Linked DNA regions of Mus musculus: region 2 is linked to region 1. A link is a contact called in public HiChIP or PLAC-seq data. All regions are on one chromosome and are shown on one strand. Each heading gives the region's core, a stretch centred on a gene start, on an enhancer-like site or on the middle of the called end of the contact. The rest is flanking DNA. Distances are from core to core; before and after follow the strand shown. Region 1 overlaps Slc24a4 (solute carrier family 24 (sodium/potassium/calcium exchanger), member 4). Region 2 overlaps Rin3 (Ras and Rab interactor 3).

What was found. HiChIP or PLAC-seq counts read pairs in DNA pulled down with a chosen protein or histone mark.
Region 2: an H3K27ac HiChIP or PLAC-seq map of bone marrow-derived dendritic cells shows a contact between it and region 1, with 2.4 times the contacts expected there. The contact joins two enhancer-like sites. A contact is called at or near these places in 1 of 15 datasets of contacts at CTCF or cohesin (CD8 T cells), 37 of 484 Hi-C or Micro-C datasets (the AML12 cell line, the C2C12 cell line, the C3H10T1/2 cell line and 24 more), 15 of 115 datasets of contacts at active chromatin or transcription factors (CD8 T cells, the HPC-7 cell line, bone marrow-derived dendritic cells and 11 more) and 1 of 9 other capture datasets (embryonic stem cells).

What each region holds. Positions count from the first base shown.
Region 1 is chr12:102,242,887-102,249,436 of GRCm38.p6, reverse strand. All of the region lies in intron 12 of Slc24a4 (solute carrier family 24 (sodium/potassium/calcium exchanger), member 4), which reads right to left. Among named protein-coding and RNA genes, the nearest start is that of Gm25203, 7.5 kb to the left of the region's middle. Within about 2 kb of position 3,391, at least 15 of the 459 cell types and tissues checked have an H3K27ac peak or open chromatin away from gene starts, as enhancers often do. A contact at or near this core is called in bone marrow-derived dendritic cells, where this site is marked.
Region 2 is chr12:102,327,119-102,333,668 of GRCm38.p6, reverse strand. All of the region lies in intron 3 of Rin3 (Ras and Rab interactor 3), which reads right to left. Among named protein-coding and RNA genes, the nearest start is that of Rin3, 47 kb to the right of the region's middle. Within about 2 kb of position 3,283, at least 21 of the 459 cell types and tissues checked have an H3K27ac peak or open chromatin away from gene starts, as enhancers often do. A contact at or near this core is called in bone marrow-derived dendritic cells, where this site is marked.

The sequences.
Region 1 (6,550 bases), core at 2,142-4,641:
GGTTGGGGATGCATCTGCCAGGCTCAACTACTGAGCTGCACCCCCCCCCCCCCCATCCTGCATCCCCATCCTGTATGGACCATATTATACTTAGCCTTCCTTCACTTAGTGGATGTTCAGGTTATTCCTACTTCAAGGCTACTATGAATAGTGTGGATTGAATGTAAGTGTTTGTATGTTTCCATTACACACACACACACACACACACACACACACACACACACACACACACACACACAACTGCAGGGTCCACAGTAACCCTATTTCACATTTTGAGAAACTGCTGCTGTGCTGTCTAAAGCAGCAACAATATTTACTCCCCTTTCAGCAATGTGCAAAGTACTTTTCTTCCATCTTTTGGATAATATTGTTATCATCTTTCTTCTTTGACTTAGGTTACTTTAAGGGTGTAAAGTGGCATGTCACTGTTCTTTGTTTTTAACACATGGTCTTGACACGTAGTCCAGGCTAGCTTTGAACTTGCAATCCTCCTACCTCAGTTTCCTGAGTGCTAGGATTACAGGCATGAGCCACCCACATCTGGCCTCACTGTACTTTGAATGAGCCCTTTCCTATTGACTAAGATGCTGAGCATCTTTTAAGGCTTATTAGTCATTTGTACATCTTAGGAGAAACGTCTATCCAAGCACTTTGTCCGCTTTTAGTCTTTCACTCACATGCAATACCAGTGGTAGGTTCTCATGGCTATCAGATTGAAGAGGTTTTGGTTAAAAAACAAACAAACAAACAAACAAACAAAACAAACAAACAAAAAAACTAAGAAAGGATGTTGGGGACTGAAGAGATGGCCCAGAGTTTAAGAGCACTGACTGCTTTTCCAGAGGTCCTGGGTTCAATCCCAGCAACCCCATGGTGGCTCACAACCCTGTATAACAGGATCCAATGCCCTCTTCTGGTGTGTTTGAAGACAGCGACAGTGTAGTCACATACAATCGAATGCCCCTATTTCACAGGTTAGCAAACTGAGGTTTGGTGAAATTCAATGGCTTATTTAAGCACCTTAAGACAGCAGGAGATGGTACCAGCTCTTCAGATCTCCACCCTGCTCCTCTGTGCTATTTGCTTGCTTATCCCGAGTCTCACGATTCTGGAGCCTGTGGGAGTTCTGCTACCCACTGGCTGGCAGGTACCAACAGTCACGATCAGAGCACCAGCAGTGCAGCTCATAGCTTTGGATGCTATAGAAAAATCTTCTCTTAGCTGGAGAGATGGCTCAGCGGCTGAGAGGGTGTGCTGGTCTTTCAGAGGACCCATATTCGGTTCCTAGCACACACATCAGGTGGCTCACACTGGGGGTCTGTACTCATACATGTACACGCATATATAATTAAAAGCAACAGGCAATCTTTTAAAAGTTTTCCGTTCCCTTAGTCCTAGGGTTAGACTTTACAATCAATAAATGTTGTTATCTTTATGACATTTTATGACATGGATGAATTTAGATTTCTCAATAAATTGTCTGTTTTCTGACAGCATTAAAGTTTGTAATCAACTGTAGTATGAGGTGTGAATCGCAGCTCTGATTTGTGCATAGCTATGCGACCTTGGAAGCATAACCACCCTCTCTTCATCTTGGTTTTTTTCTCTCTCTCTCTCTTTTTTTAGCTAAAAATTGGGAGAGTAAGAAGATTTTCCCATGATGCATATGGGTGCACTGAACAGTGCAGGCACAGAGCAAGCACTGGTTTGAGCTGTCATTCAACCCATTATCTTCCACCTACAGGGTACCTCCTTTTCAAGCACTGCTTGGGCTTGTAAACTGATGGGGTTTGATCCAGAGGGCTCTAGAGGGTCAAAGAGGAGTCCGGTAGATAGAGATCTGTGGCTGAGGTTTACAGGCGTAGGGGAGGATGGAAGAAATGGTGTGTGGGGAAACATTAAGCGTCGGTAAGGGCAGGGGTAGGCCCTACTCAGTGTCAACACAAAGGTAGATTGGCGGGGTGGTGAACAGGGACACCAAAGGCCCAGGAAGAGTGGTTCTGTGGCAGCAGACCCTGAGGCCTTTCCTGGGGGCCCTGATGTTTCTCTTATGCTGATGAGCAAGGATTATGCTTCTGGAGAGCCTAGCTGTGCTGCCTCTTGGACATCAGTGTCCTCACATGGAAGGACAGCCCTGACCTGCACCTCTGCCAATGAAGAGGCCAGGGTCCCCTTATTTGGGGCTGGTCTTAGAGACCCCTGGGCTAGACTCTCTGAGTGAAGCAAGCCTTATCCTCATCTGTGGGACAGTCCTGCCCATACTCTACCCACCTCCTCAAAGATTCCCCAGGCTGACGAAGGAAAGCTGGGCATTCAAATGCAGGCCCTGCCCCTGAGGACCCAGGATGGGTAAGGTGGTGGATGTCCTTCCAGCAGAGAGCCTGGAGCTGACCAGCCACAGATCTATCTAGCAACAGGTCTCCTTTTCCATTGCCGTTACCGTTTTCACTGCAGTCAACAGAGGAGCGCAGCCAGAAGCAATCGCTTACAGGCAGGCAGGCAGACCTGGGTGCCAGTCCCAACTGTGGCTCCTCTCCACCTATGTGGGGCTTTGCCAACCCCAGAGTCCTCATTGGGAAACGAATCCACCAGCCCTTCCAGCAGGGCCTCTACAGAGTCAAACTTGAGATGCTTAGTGGATACTAGAGACCACTGTGGCTGAAGAAAGCCCCTGCTGTACAGCTAGAGCCCCCCTCCCCTGCCTCACTAGGCTCTGTGGGCTCCCCAGGCTCCTCCTGCTTCAGGTCTAAGTTAAGAGTGAAGGTGTTTCATTGCTTTTCCAACTTCACTGTGACAGAACCCTCAGACACTGGAATACTGAAGCAGTTCTTAGCATCTCCCATGTCAATCTCCCCCATCCCCCATCCCATGTCTGCAGAGGCTGTAAAGAAAGCAAAAGACATCATCATCATCATCACCACCACCACCATCATCATCATCATCCTTGGTCTGGCTTCCCAGCAGGTTCCTCAATCTGAAAAGCAGAATCGAGAAGAGGTGGGCCCTCTCCCTTTCTGTGGCTTTGGGTTTGTGAGAGAGGGGTAGGCCGCAGGGTGGTTGAATTTGCCATAGCCCTGAACACAGCCTGGCAAGCTTATTGCTGTTTTTAACAATGTGAATTGGGCAAAGGGAGTTGTGTGGCTTCTGTCGCCGGGCCCAGGCATCATGGAAAAGGTCAGAGCTCTGGGACACGTTGTCCTGGGTCAGAGTCCTGAGCATCCCAGACAGTGCAACTCTGATTTGGCAGTTGGGATGGATCTTGGGATTTCCTGGAAATCCAACATGATGCCTGGGTGGGCCTGGTGGAGATTTCCCCTTGAGTAAGCTTCAGTTTCCCATTTTGAATATAAGGGAACTAGTCTAGAACTTCCCAGTAATACCATTCAGAGGCTATTTGTGGCTCATTACATAGAACCAGAGAGCGACTGCTTTCAATGAGGGAAATCTACTGAGCCTCCTCTAAGAGAGCGTGAGACTCTACTAGTTCTTTGAACATCCGCTTACAGGACTGGGGATATGGCTCAGTGGTAGAGCACTTGCCTAGCTAGCATGCACCTCCAGCACCACAAACGAATAATAATAAATAGCTGATAAATTAATTGTATTTATAACTACTTATAGCCAAGAACTAGCAACATCCCAAATATTGATACAAGCGTGGTATGTCCACTAAAGGAAAAAGTACACTACCTGTTACAGTGAAGATAAACCTTGAAAACTTTATGCTAAGTAGAAGAAGCTTGGAACAAGAGACGGCACATCACATGATTTTATACGTATAAAACATGCAGGTTAGCTCTCTCCAAAGGGACAGGAGGCAGGCTAGTTGCTGCCAGTAGCTTGGGAAGGGATGGGGAGAAGAGGCTACTGATACAGTTTCGTTGGGGGGATGCTAATAATGACTGTGGGGCTAGTTGTACCATGTGGCGAGAGAGCCCATGAAGAGGTGTGAATTGTATCCCAATAAAGCCCCTGTATTCAAGAATAAAAGCGCTCAGCCAGGGTCTGTTCTTGTTGGCCTGTGAGCTGAGCCTCAGGAGTGACTGACAAGGGAGTGGACAGAATGATTGACAGGAGAGTAGCAGTCAGGGATGACCGCTGCACTAACCCTGACCTCAGGCTGCACACTGAGTGTGCGATGTCTCTAGAGGCTCCTGCCATCAGGGCAAGAGCAAGGTCCTTTGTAACAGAAAGTTCTGTGAGTCTCTGGGGTCTGGGCAGAACGGGCAAGTGGGTGGAGCTGTGAGCAGCACCCCAGGAACTGCAGGTAAGTTATCCCACCCAAGAGGAGGCAATCCCAGGAGATCTGCAGAGGTGATTTCATCAGTACCAGATCAGCACACAATCCGACTCCTCACTGAACAGAAGATGAGGGGTGAGGGTACAAGTCTTGAGAGAGCCCATCATGGACAGAACTGCATCCTTTGCTTCTTCAATTGAGAGCTGAAGCCCTAACCCCCAAAGTGACTGCATTTGGAGGCAGCATTTAGGATGTCATTCAGGTTCAATGAGCTCATGAGAGTGCAGGGCCGGGCACCTGATTTAGTTGGTAAAGTACTTGCCTTGGAAGTATGAAGGCTTGAGTTCAACCCCCCAGATTCCACATTAAAATGAATGAATAAATGAATGAGTGAATGAATAAATAACCAGGTGTGGTGTTGTTTTTAATTGTCGTATTAAAGACATATAATCCTGGGGCTCACTGGCAAAGCCAGCCCCGCTGACAAGCCTCAGATTGGTGACACCAACACATGCACGCGTGCACACTCACACACACACACAGACACACACAGAGACAGACACACACATGCACACACATACTCACACACACACAGACACACACACACTCACACACAGACACACACACACACACTCACACACACAGACACACACACAGACACACATACTCATACACACAGACACACAGATACACACAGACACACACACACAGACACACACGCGAGCACGTGTGCACACACACAGACACACACACACAGACACACACAAACACTCACACACAGACACACACACAGACACACACACACACTCTCACACACACACACATACACACACACTCACACACACACACAGACACACACAGACACACACAGACACACACACACACATACACACACACTCACACACACACACACACACACACACACACACAGTGCTGGAAGAGAGATTCTGAATGCTTTCTCTTTCCAGGTGCACACACTGAGTAGAGGTAGCTGAGTTTGCCATGAGTAGCCAGGAGGACATCCCTCAGCAGAGCCCAGCTGGGATTCCATTCTGATGGCAGACTCTAGGCCTCCAGAACTGTGGGAGGAGAGATTCCTGTTGCTTACAGGGCCCAGTCTTAGGATATCTGGTTACAGCATTCCAATTCAGAGAGCCAGAGGAGCTCTGTTTCATGTGGCACCTGGTGTGTGTCCCAGCAGGTGTTGGCTGACTTGATGGTAGGACAGGAAGATCTTATCCCGATAGGTACAATATAGAGTGTGAGAGAGAAAGATTTTATCTGCAGGGTCAGGAGGGCTCCCGTGGACAAGCAGGGCATCCCAGAGCATAGGTACAACAAACAACTCCTATCTGGGGTCTTCCCCTGGCTAGGGCTCACGGTCACTGGCCCACTGTTTAGTGTAGAGCCAGACTATAAACTGGTTTCCAGGAGACAATGATTCTCCTCCTCCTTCCCTAGCCTCTGGGCGTCAGGGTGGGAAGAGAAAACCAGCATCAGGCAAGGCAGGCCAAGCTATGAGGAAGCTTGGGCATTACTGTCTTAGTTTCTGGATGGTCAAGACAGGGCCTCTGCCCACTGTTCTGGGCAGATATAGTGAGGGATGGAGGGCATTTATAACAGGGGTGGCCAGCCCTTTGGCTCCCTTAAGCCATAGTGAACAAAGTAGAGTTCTATTAGGCTATACATTAAATTTCAGGTCTGTCTAACCTAGAGCCCATTGGTTATAAGAACACACACATACAGACACATGCGCATGCGCACACACACTTCATTTCAATTTGTCTTATGGTTATTCTGCAACACAATGCTATTATCTATAAAATCCATGACTGAGAACTGCCCCCCCCTTTTAAAATAGCTTCAATGTTTTAGGTAGGTAGATTTTGTGATGGCTGCATTCACAGCTAGCCGGGGCTACACACAGATTGGACATGCATAATAGAAAACACACCATGTGGTCATTGACCCATATTTGCCTTTTAAGCCTGGAATCTCCCAGGGAACAGTGATCATTGCTTGCCCTGTCCCTCCTGCAGCCCTAAGGCCAGAATAGAGCCCGGTGCCCAGATGTTGCGTGACCAGGACAAGTGTCTGTGACTGCCTGTAGCCCAGTACCTGGCATGTAACAAGTACTCAGGCTCTTTCCTTCCTTTGACTTTCAAAACGGCAGCAGAACCAGGCCCACGGGAATTCTGGGGCCTGTGACTTTTCTAGAACACTGCATGTGGTCGAATCAGGGTGGATGGGTACAGCACACACTATGTGGATAAAACACACTACAGGATACAGTTCTTCTGAGTGCCTACT
Region 2 (6,550 bases), core at 2,034-4,533, 84 kb before region 1:
GCTCTCCAGTTTCAACTCCTAGGCAGTCATCAAGCTTTTGCTAAATTTGTTTTTGTTTGTTTGTTTTTACAATCCCTTTCTCTTCTCCTCTTGTGGCTGGTCACTGTCCCTGCTGGCTGCCACACAGTTCAGGGGTCCTGAAGCACCCATCTCATCGGGCTACTTCATGCTCGAAACCTTTCCATGACGCTACAAACCAAACCTTTACCAGTGTAGTGTGATTGTCACAGCTACTGGTGACCCAGTCAAATTCTCCCCTGGAAGCCTTGATTTTGCTGCCTCAGTTACCACCTGAGCATGGTTTAGCCTTGGCCCCATTTGCTTCCTTGTTTCTGAGCTTTGACATAGAAGACTGTGGCTTCAGCTTCTCCAGCCTGTTCCCCTAATGTTCTTCCTCATAACTGTTTCTCAACTTCCCAGGCTTAGATTATAGGGCTTAGGACAGTGGCCTTGTTTCCCTTGCTCAGTACTGGGGTTCTGTCTTAGCCCCCTTACATTTCCCCTCAGAACCCACTTAGCAGATACTTAGTTGGGGATACATTTTGTCACATGCTTAGCAGAACAGAGCTGAGAAAGCTCATATAAAATAAGATGGTGAAAAGGAAGGGTAGGTAGTGGCATGCATGACTGTGACTTAAGATCGAGAGAGAGCAAGTAATCATGGCACCCAGGAGACGGAAGATCAAGGGGTTGAGGTTAGCCTTGGCTTCGAAAATGCAAAGGAAAGACAGGAATATGAAAGGGTGGAAAGATGAGGGAGTGATGGGGATGTAACTCATGTCTATAATTCAAACACTTGGGAGGCTGGTGTGAGATATCAAAAGGAGGAGGAGGAGGAAGAGGAAGAGGAAGAGGAGAAAGAGAAAGATGAAGAGGGAAAAGAGGAGAAGAAAGAAGAGAAAGAGGAGGAGGAAGAAGAGGAAGAGGAGGAGGTTAAGTTAGTTTCCCAAGGTTCTTAGAGCTAAGTTGACCTCCCTGCCTCATCTTGACCCAACCCCAGGTCTGGAAACTCAAAGCTGGAATGATGAAGGCAGAAAGAAGTGAATGGTGGCTAGTTTAGCCCAATATCCTGTGGCCCCTAAGCAGCAATGTTTTTAGAGCAGTCCTCAGGACAGAGAGTACAGGAAATGAGGGGTTGTGAGGTGTGAGCTACTTGCTGCTAATTATAACTGCCACTGTGCATTGAGTACTTGCTACAAGTAGGGCTGTGACTTCTTCCCAGAAGAAGATGCTGAGCGCTTCCCTGCTGATACCTTCTTTCAAGGATCTGCCCTCAGCTGTGCTGGGGAGACACCCTTAATTCACAGATGAGGAAACCATAGTGCAAGGACATCTGACATCTTACCTGATCTCACAAGAATAAAAACCTAGAACCAACAGTCATTCTTTCCAAAAGTCATGTTCTAGAAGAAAAATGAAAACGAAGGGGTTTGCATGGACAAGCCTGCAGGGCCTCCCACAAAGCAATCAACCCTGCCTCACTTCCAGCTAAAATATGGAGTCTCTATGTCAACTCTTCCTTTATGGATAACACCTGTTCATTGACTTGAGCTGTCTCCATTCAAAAACAGGTCAGACTGCATTCTAGGGTTTTGGGCGGTACCAAGAGTATGGAGAGAAGTCATATTCAAGAGTAAGAGAAGTAAGTCAAAGGCATTCTGGCCACGTGGCCATGCCTATCACGTGGTCATGCCCACATGGATCTCTACTGCCCAGGAGGACGCATCCAAGATCCCTCCCCTTTGCATCTAGAGGTGATGATCCCCCATACCAATCAGCATGAGAATTTGCCATAGTTGCTCAGGAGATGGACTGTTCTCAGATGCTGATGTGTTCAAGTTGATGTAAACCCACCCACACCCCCGAGAGTGAAGATTTACTCAGAATTGGTGCACAGACCCTTCTAAAGCCAGGGTCAGTGGGCCAGAGGCACTGGGTAGGAGTGGTCAGACTGCGGCTTAGGCCTTGAGCACTGCGTAGCCCACTTCCTGCATGGGCCTGGTCATGCCACTGCCTCAGGCCTGCTCTGCTAGACACAATCCCAAATAGTTTTTCTTCTTCTTCTTCTTCCTTTATTCAGCAACCACTAGGAAACTGCCACCCCATGGATATGTCTATCACCACTTCTGTGCATATTAGTAAAACCAGGTTCAGCTGAACGGTCTTTATCTGGAAATTTGAAATCTGAAATGTTCCAAATTCCAAGACATTTTTTTGGCCCACCAACATTATGCCATGAATGAAAAGTACATCTGATGTCAACTGACAAGTTAAAAGGCAGATGCCTTGATATATATATATGAAATATCTTCCAGGATATGTGCATACTGTATGCATACAACATAACCAAGTTTCCTTGTTAGGCTTAAGCCTCATCCCCAAGACCATGTTACACATGTGCAAACTATTTCAAAATCCAGGGAGAGTCTGCAACACTTTTGGTCTCAAGCATTTAGGATAAGGGATGCTTTTGTTGTAGTGTCCTCTAGGGTAGGATGTTCATACCAGCCATCAAGGGGCAGCATTGCCTCCCAGAAATTGGCATAGCTTCACTCATCCTTCATTTGGCTCCTTCAACAGGCTCCTTCCCTGCTATAAATCCCCCTGTAATCTCTGGGCCACTTTCCCTTCCTGCTGCCACTGTATGAGGAGAGATGATTCTTCCTGTCCTACTGGGCTCCAGTCTGGCCATGTGGCCTGTTTTGGTCAATGAGTTGTAGGGGAAGTGGTGGCTGCATTTCTGAGTGGAACCTTCTAGAGTCATTATGGAACTCTACTTTCTCATGTTTCAGATGGGTAGAGCTCTGCAGCAACAGTGGAAAGATCCAGTGAAAACATACTCATGTTACTATGTCTTTGAGTGTTTTAATCAGATGTATTCTATAGTACATCCATGCTACTTTGTGTGTAAGCAACTAAAGGTGTAGGGCAGCCTGTTACCACTACAAGCATGGCTTAGCTGACAGAATCAGGATTTTTCAAAGAAGAATCTTTGTAAGGAATCGGGGAAAGAAGCTGGGCAGTGGTGGTGCACACCTTTAATACCAGCATTCAGGAAGCAGAGGCAGGCAGATGTCCGGGTTCAAGGACAGCCTGGTCTACAATGTGAGTTCCAGGATGGCCAGGGGAACACAGAGAAATGCTGTCTGGAAAAAACATAAAAGAAAAAAAAAAAAAGAAACTAGGGAGGGGATTTAAAGTGCCTCAGAGCACAGCTGTGGTCAAAGCAAGACTCACTTTTGGGACACCCCCTGGTTTCCTCCCTCGACTTTGCATGGGGAAACCCAGAAAGCTCCAGTTCTAGGCCTGGGCCCTTCCATTGCCCACTTCCCCTTGAGGGCACCCCACTGAAGTTAGCTTGGCCACAGAGCCTCACGATCACCCTACATGATCTGGATAACTAAGTCCTTCCAGGACTCTCTGAGGAAAGGCACCATCACTATCCCTACCTCACAGGCAGGGAGGCCGGGGGGCCGGAGACATGAAGCGTTTTTGCCCAGTCACACAAGTGGCAAGAGACAGAGGTGAGAGAAACCAAGCTATGACATCAAAGGCACAGAATTCAAAAAGAGGGAGGAGCATGGAACTTAGAGACAGTTGAGGCAGAGAAACAGCCCAGCCAATGCCCTTGCTCTGGCAGCAGACCTCAAAAGAAAGAGGTTTAGGAGCAGCAGAGTAATATAAAGAGAGAACAAAATGAAATACCCAAGCGGTGGGCACCTCTGTGTTTGTGGCCAACGTGTTGGAATAAGGATTGAAGAACCAGCTTACACAAATGGCTTCGGTTTGCATTTTGACTATCTTCAAGGCAAGGCTGAATGCTGAATGCTGAACTTGAAGCCTGAAAATGCATGGAATTCTACCATGTGGCCTGGGAGAAAACCAAGAACCTGGGATGTTAGTGCTCCCATTTCTGAGTAGTCTGGTTTGACCATCTCGGCAGAAATGAAGATTTTTTTTTTTTCCCCTCAGGAGACACTCATGTCCCTTCTCTGGGCTATCACACAATTGAAGTAGTGAATTCTCAGCTAGGACGAGGAGAAGCCTGGGGCCCTGCAGCCAGCTAGAGGAGGATTTATTTCCTGGAAAGAGAGTTCACAGATTTCTGATAACTTGTCAGACAACCTTGCAGGACACACTGGGGTCCAGACAGTGACATGTTGGGCAGAGGGCCATGCCTCCGTCAAGATGGCTTAGTTACGCATGCCTCGTACCCTCCACTTAACCTAAACCCCATCTCAGCATCCCGAAGATGGACTTGTGGAGGATGGTCGCTGGATCTCTCAAGTTGTTCGTCTTCCCACAGCGAGGAGCTCTCCTTTCTCATCCTTACATCATTACGCATCTGCTTCATTTGCCTATTGAGGACAGGTGGCCAAGCCCAGCTCACAGTTCTGGTAATACACATCCATCCATCTTGACAAAACTTCACTCAGCTAAACTTTCACAGCTCCTGGACCTTCTCAGACACCCTTCATATACTGCCTGTTCTAGCAACGACCCCTCTAAGTGTGACAGGAACCTCCACCCTACCTGTCCGACCGTCATTTAGACCCAATCAGGCTTTTCTTGTTTCCCATCCCCTAGAAGAAGGGACAATCTGTCCATCTTCAGCCAGCATCCCATTAGATCTTTCATCCACCTTGCTATAAGTTCCCACCTGTGCAAGCTGAGTCGGGACTGGGCCGGTTCTGCACGTGAGAGCCCAATGGCTGCAATGTTTCTGAACTGAATCTGTCTTAACCCTGCTAACCACCATCTCACACTTACTTGCCTTCATAAGGCTCTGAATTGGAAGTGGGACATGAAATCAAACTCGTGCCCTGGTTTCCAAGGGCTGGGTTGTCTTTAAGGTGCAGAGGCCTAGATGTGATGCCCCAAAGGCAGCAGCCAGCCAGCAGAAAAGGCACATAGGACAAAGGAGCAGAGAAGAATTCCAGACAGCTCCAGGGCCAGCTCCAGTCTCGCCTCTCACCTCTAAAACCCTCAGGCACCCTGCCTTGATCCTGTACTTTCTCCACACGGCCCTGGGCATGCCCCCATCTGAGCAGTTTCCAATCCTAGAGCTAAAACTCACTCGCTCAAGGCATGTGGGTCCCTAAATGTACAGAGGAAACTAAGATGTGGCAGCCTAGTCCTGAAGTCATGACTCTCAGTAAGAGGCAGGGGGATCCCGAAATCCTAGCCCAGCAGTTTGTGCCTACTGGTCAACCTTCTCTTGGGGTCAAAAACACATCCAGCATCATGTGGCCCCAGAGACACCGTGAAGGTCACATTCTCCAGGCCATATGAAAAATGACCCAGGTTCTTGGGGAACAAGAGACAATCCAAACAACCCCACCCTTTCTGAGTCATCAAAGGACACAATGTACTTCAGTGGTTTGGAAAAACCGAAACACTCCCCATCCTCTTTGAGAACCCCACCCCCACCCTGACTCCACAGCCCTTTCCAGATCCACCTCTGTACTCTCATACTAGAGGGCGGGGCAACTCCCAGAATTCCTTAAAATCCTTCTGCTTGGGGCTGGAGAGATGGCTTTGTGGTGGAGAGCACTGGCTGCTCTTCCAGAGGAACCGGGTTCAATTCCCAGCAACCACACAGCAGCTCATACCTGTCTGTAACTCCAGTTCCAGGGCTTCTGACACCCTCACACGCAGGCAAAACACCAATACACATAAAAACAAGTTATATATTAAAAAATCCAGTGGGTCTGCTTCCCTGGGCACATAGTTCACTATATTTCACAGTGTCCCCTGCAGTTAGGTTTGGTCATGTGACAGAGTTCTAGCTAACAAAATATGGGTATAGGAGGTGCCTAGACTCTTTTTTCCAGTCTACACAGTTACCTTGGACCCAACCGTATAATATGGAGGTCACATGCTGAAGATAGCAGAACAGTGGGGTGCCTGCAGGGGGCCTAAGGGAGGCATAGCTGGCCTGTGCTTGGAAATTAGCTTCCTGCAGCTTTAAGTCATTTCTTGGTATTGAGGCAGTTGGCTGATTTCCACCTGGCACATCCCCCAGGACAGTAAAAGCCTTTTCGCTTCTGTCTCCTTATCTTACTTGATATCCTAAGAGGCAGGCGTTGTGTGTTCTTGCCATAGGATGCAGCACCTGTACTACCTAGGGATATACATTCTCGGTGCAGCCCTGGCTCTCCTGGCACTCACTCTGTGGACCAGGCTGGCCTTGAACTCAGAGATCTGCTTGCCTCTTCTTCCTGAGTGCAAGTATTAAAGGCATTTGATACCACTGCCTGGCTTGGGGCACAGGCGTTTTGTTCATGTGGTTTGAGTTACTGGAAAGACCTTCTCCCAGCAGGATGGGGACCTGCCCTACTTTCCTTTTGTAGAAAATCACCCTTTTATTGGACAAACACAAGCACCTTCACACATTCAGAGCCTAACCCTAAAGCCTTCTCCTCTTAGATACCCTCACACAGTAGATATTCTTTGATATTCTTCCCAGTTTAGGGAGGATCTGGACCTGCCCCACCTGACAGGTGCCCCCTGGCAGTAACAGCTGTCATACCACAGAACAAGTGATGCC